Linked DNA regions of Mus musculus: region 2 is linked to region 1. The links are chromatin contacts, called in public promoter capture Hi-C maps. All regions are on one chromosome and are shown on one strand. The core of a region is the stretch at or near the end of the contact, and the rest is flanking DNA. Distances in the headings are between cores, read along the strand shown.

Evidence for each region. Promoter capture Hi-C pulls out the DNA fragments that hold promoters and counts their contacts.
Region 2: a promoter capture Hi-C map of hippocampal neurons shows a contact between it and region 1, with 2.0 times the contacts expected there. The contact joins the enhancer-like site here to the promoter of Pcsk2os1 in region 1. A contact is called at or near these places in 2 of 39 promoter capture datasets (the HPC-7 cell line and hippocampal neurons), 2 of 484 Hi-C or Micro-C datasets (cerebral cortex and forebrain), 1 of 115 datasets of contacts at active chromatin or transcription factors (embryonic stem cells) and 2 of 9 other capture datasets (liver and pancreatic islet).

The regions. Positions count from the first base shown.
Region 1 is chr2:143,546,578-143,549,396 of GRCm38.p6, reverse strand. It overlaps Pcsk2os1 (proprotein convertase subtilisin/kexin type 2, opposite strand 1), which reads left to right and starts at 1,560. Exons shown (of 3, transcript NR_040354.1): 1 at 1,560-2,819. Pcsk2 (proprotein convertase subtilisin/kexin type 2) reads right to left here. Exons shown (of 12, transcript NM_008792.4): 1 at 2,733-2,819.
Region 2 is chr2:143,622,720-143,625,481 of GRCm38.p6, reverse strand. All of the region lies in intron 2 of Pcsk2 (proprotein convertase subtilisin/kexin type 2), which reads right to left. Among named protein-coding and RNA genes, the nearest start is that of Pcsk2os1, 76 kb to the right of the region's middle. Within about 2 kb of position 1,446, at least 15 of the 459 cell types and tissues checked have an H3K27ac peak or open chromatin away from gene starts, as enhancers often do. A contact at or near this core is called in hippocampal neurons, where this site is marked.

The DNA.
Region 1 (2,819 bases), core at 311-2,810:
CAGCAGTTGACTGGATAAGGCAAAGAAGCCAGGAATACAGAGGACATTGGCTCTGAATACTTAGGTTCCCATGAGTGACTGAGGGTAGGACAGAGGGCAGTGGCTGTTCCTGCCTTGTGGGCAGCTGGGAGAAGGGAAGCTCTTTATGGCTGTAGCATCAGGCAAGATTTAGGTCCAGGTCTTGAAGGATCAACAGCATGTGATCCTTCAAAGAAGGAAAAAAAAAGGCTCATTGGAGGGCTCAATGCTCTCTGGGCATTGCACCACAAAGCTTCTTCAGGCACAAGTACCTTGTCATACATGGGTTAGCCTTTGAATACGTATCAGGGCAAAAGACTAGGATTTGGTTAGGAGGTACTATCTGAGAGGACAAGGAGAGGAAAAAGGAGACACCAAATCGAAAGCCTGTTCTTCATAGCTGAGGATTGCAGCTTGATATTGCAATACAAAATCAGTCAGTGACCTCCTCTCCAAGAAAGAATGGAATGAGGAGAAATAGTTAACCCCAAAGTATATGTGTCTTTCTGTTCAAAGTCGAACCAAATTGCTGATAAACCATAAGATTACCTTTATATTTCCTGGCTTCAATCTCACCATCACAACCGTTAAGCACTCACTGAGTTATTCATTCCCATTAGGAAAAAAAAATATATTGAAAAATTGACAGGGTTAGCCATTATCAGGCTCAGTTACACCTACCTTTCATTAGGTTTTTAGCATCAGATCTCAAGAATGTGTTTTCCAGGGGGAAAGAAAAAGGAGATGGAAAACCATTGCAGCAGATGGGTTTCCTTCCTTGTCAGAAAGGGCTGACACAGAAGGTACCCACAGGTAGGGTTACACAGGTATAGAAGAATTAAAGATCTTGCTGCCTCTTCCCTTCGTAGGGTAGCCCAGCCATAAAGCCCTGTCAACACCTAGCAAGGGTTTTCTAATAACAGAAGCATTCTTGCAGCTGTTGATATTAAATACGAATGCATCTAAGCAGGCTGGAAAGAGAACTCATGGGTTAAGGGTGCATACAGGTGCTCACACGGAGCAGTTCACAACCTTCGGTAATCCCAGTTCCAACCTACACCCCCCCCACCACCCCCCCACACGATGAGATAAATCTTTTTTTTTTCAAAAGGGAAAGTATGCAAGATCTCACAGTCAGATATCAGCTAACTATAATCACTCATTGCCAATGCCGCTAGGACGCTGGATTTTGCCAATGGGGGGAGGAGGGCGGAGCGGGGTTAGGTGGGGTATCAGCTTGTTTCAGGGTTGAATGTCGTTTGAAAGAAGTCTCCGTGGGCCAGGAGGCCAGGAGACTGTTCTATCAACAGGAACCTGGTTTCCCCTGCTCCACCCACACTTCTCTTCTCGGGAGCAACTAGTTCTAGGTGTGTGAGACCCGCCCGCGCGCCACCCGCAGACCTGCGCTTCTTCCAGGACCTCTGTGAAACTCGCTGCCAAACACAGCTGAGGTAGAATACGCGCCCGCCGCGCCGCTGGTGAGTGTAGGCGGGAGAGCCCTGCGCTCCTGAAGGAGTCATCCTAGTAGCTGGGAACTCGGCAAGAGACATAGGAAGTTCTGACAGAGGAGACCAGCCTGTGTTGCCCTTCTAGGGAGGGAACCCAATGCTCTCTCAAGCCTCTTTTCTTGTGGGATCAGGAGGGAGGGGACAGCCCACGGGTACCAAGCTGCATCCTTTGACCTTCCATTCCCCTCAGACTGGCTTCTCCTTGCATCCTCACTCTCCCCTAGCGGTGCCAGGTCCCCTAAGGACACTCCAGATCTGGGATACAGATATTTCGCAGGAAGAGCAGGTCAGGCATGCTCCCCGCCAAATGAATTATTCTCCTCTGTTCCCCGCAGGACGAGTACCCTAACTTATCCAGAGGTTGCCAGAGGCACCCAAAGCTCGAAATCTTATCCAAACAGTTCAACTTGGACAACTTCTTGGAATGGGGATCCCCGTGCTCTCTGGGGAAAACCGCGCTGGCTGCCCACACATCAGGAGAGGACACCTCGACTTTTCCGGGGGGAATCCCCCTCAGAATCCATCTCTCTTGGCAGCGAGGTGTCCTAAAGAAGCAAATTAAGAACTCTCCAAACAGGAGTGCGCTTCTGGAGTGGGAGGTCGTGGGCAGGAGCCAAAGCGCACAAGTTCAGCACTCGTTTTGGACAGAGAACTCCGTCCTTGTTTCCAAGTCAGAAAGCTCTTGTCCACTGGGGAAAAAAGCAGGGACTGAAAGTCGCTGGGAGGGAAGTCCTTAGGCGTGGGTCGGAAAACTGAGGTGAACTGCAACGCTCGATCTTTGAGCCATGTCGGTGGGAAACTATTCTTTCTCCGGGGCGTGGGGGGCTGGGAGACTTCCCTGGCAAAGCAGTCGACGTAAGCCCAGCTGCTCTGGACTCTATCCCTCTGTCCCTAGGCAGCCTGGAGAACTTGGTACCTCGGACAGCAGCCGGGGCGCACAGCATCCTTTGTAAGGTGCGGTCTTATTTTGCCCCCACCAAGTCAAACACCAACAAATTATTTCTCTGACCTTTCTAATACAGATGAAGGACATTTTAATTACATAACCCATGAAAGATCACCGGAGGCAATGTCGTGTTTGAGAACCGATGGCAGAATAGCTGCATAGCATAAAAAGACAGAAAACTTGCAAATCTGCAACGAGATTGCGCAAGGCTGTCCCTCCTCTGGAAACAACATGTGAAATGTATGGAAAAAAAATCTTACCTTTCGGACTCCAAAGCCGTGTTCTGCTGCAACTTGGCGAGCCTCTTCCTCTCCGTCTTTATGCAACTCCACAAGAAAATGATTCGT
Region 2 (2,762 bases), core at 197-2,696, 76 kb before region 1:
CAGTACCCCGGAGCTCTTGACTCTAGCTGCATATATATCAAAAGATGGCCTAGTCGGCCATCACTGGAAAGAGAGGCCCATTGGACTTGCAAACTTTATATGCCCCAGTACAGGGGAACACCAGGGCCAAAAAGGGGGAGTGGGTGGGCAGGGGATTGGGGGTGGGTGGATATGGGGGACTTTTGGTATAGCATTGGAAATGTAAATGAGCTAAATACCTAATAAAAAATGGAAAAAAAAAAAGAAATTTGAAGTCTTTAGTTCCTGTTCCCCAATTCCTAACAATTCCAAATTTCCTGTTTTTCCTTTGTTCTCTAGGTCATGGCCTGCGTGCTGAGAGCCTTGCTTTTTACAATTGATTTCTAAAGACATGTTCACAACACACTCTTTACACTAGCGGAGGCCTTGTCCAAAGTGCTACTAATGATGCCTTTGTTAAGTTTCTGGAATCCTTTACTTACTTCACTGGGTCACTTTCCAAAGTGGCATTGATGAAGGCTGTTCAAGGACCTCGTGTCTCTCCGAAACAGAGCTCCACTATAGATACAATCTAGGGAGTATGTGGCATTCTAAGAGGCTCCTGGGAGGCCTCCTTCTGAGGTGACTTATTCCTTTCTGAGACTAATTCTGGTAGACAACCAGAATTAACTTGTATTTAGGTAAATTTAGTGTTTGTTGTATTATTGTGAATTTTGTTTAAAAACCCTCATATTAGTTATTAACTGACATAGTATAAAGGTGAAAAAAATGAGAAATGAGAAATGATGAAAATGATCTGAAACAAATGAAACACAAAGCCTGACTTTCTCCTAACACCTGGTGCATGGGGTGTCCACTGTTGAAACCTCGGCTTCTGGATGTTTGTGGAAATGACTAATGGGACAGAGAAGGGGAACCCTGCTTCTTACCCGGAAAAGGGCTCTGTGCCTTACTTAAACTCATGTTTCCTCCGCACCCTGCAGATACCAGGAACCTCCACAGAGAGTGGGCATGCCCTTACTCAGCTGGCCAGGCCCTGGGGAGAGTCATCTTAATCTTGTCAATATCACCTAGAAGCAGGTGCACACTGCTGCACAGACACTGGACTGTGCCAGGCACAGAAGGCTATGCTGGGGTGATGGGGTTGTGGAGGCCTAATTGAGGGCAAGTGTAGGTGACAGACCACAAGGACCCTGGATGGGCTACTCCAGGAGGAAGGGAGTAGGCATCCCTCAGTTGCCTGAGTGTTTTCCCTGGCTCCTGTACAGGCAAAATCAAACCAGACTCAAAGCATAACGAGTCAGTTCTCACCCCCATTCTTCTCTCTTTGAGCCTGAAGTATGCCGGAGTCATTCTCCCTGAATTGCCTGTGAGGGGAAAATAGAGGCAGCCTAGACACTGAGAAGACCAGGCTGTTGTTCCAAAGAGTCAGAGAGCTGATGCTGTACACGAAAATAGACTTAGAGCTAAGAACAGGAGGAGGAGGAGGAGTGAATGCTTGTCTCATCTCCAGTGAGATCTGTGAGCAGGCATGAGCATTCCCCAGAGAAGATGCTGGGATGTGAGTGGGGACTGAAGAAAGAACATAGAATTATGAAGCTTAAAACTGCCACTCCAGAAGAATGCTAAATTATGAGGAAAATTGGATTAGTGAAGGAGAGGTAGTTTTGAGAAATCCTTCCAGAATGTCCTTACATACATAAAAGCAAGTTATGAATGCTGTAGAAGGAAAGAAAGTGAGGAGAGTGCTTACTGATATGTAGCACCATAGTAACTCTTCCTGTGTCTGGCAATTGGATGCAATTCCAACCAGCAGCCACAAGGGATGGAGTTTTGAAACAGGATAACTTTGCTCCAGAGCTCTCCTGAGAGAGTAAATGAACAAGGACAGGTAATCAGGTGGTTGTTACCATACAGCCGAAATTTCACAGAGAGACTAGAACACAAAAAGGTCTAATGCAATAGGACATCAACTCTAGAAACCAGCCTTCATGTTGGGAAAGGGGCTGGATGTTTAGCAAGTGGACCAAAACAAATCCTGATGGATTAAAATGATCATGGGTTAAAATATAATTTGAGATAATTAATAAAATATCTGACCTTAAGGTGAAGAGGTAAAAAAATTATAGAAAACATGGCAGAGATTATGCAAAAAGGAAATCAGGCATTGTAAATTAGCTAAGGCATTATTAATGCTGTCTTAAACAGTATAGACTGTCTGTAGGATGTGTATTAGACACGAAGACAATCCATATCAAACACAATATTTTAGACAGGAGAACAAGTAAGATAAGGACAGGCAATTAGCAAGCAGAAGTTCAAATGTGCAAACCAACAGAGAGAAACATCTATCACCAACTCTCCTCCCGAGGAGAAGGGCGGATGATTGGCTGCAGCTATCTGCTACCAGGGAGCTGTCCACAGGGCATTAAGAAGATATGTGCTAGCATCAGAAGCTTTGAAAGCACAGTTCATCTTCAGCATAGGGTCTGATTAAAGAAAAATTATTTTAAATCACTTTCTAGCCAGTCTAAGAATAAATGACAGTTAAAAGCCTTAAGTTTGAGGAGAGGGGGGCTGGAGAGATGACACTGTGGGAAAGTTTGCTGTGTAAGCACAAAGACGCAAGTTTTGATATCTATACTCAGATAGGCCTGGCAAGGCCACATGTGCCTGTAACCTCATCTTTTAAGTGTGCAGGAAGTTTGCTCAGGCTTGCTGACTGCCAAGGTAGCCAAGGAAACAAATTAAAACAGAAAATGATGAACTTTAGATTCTACCAG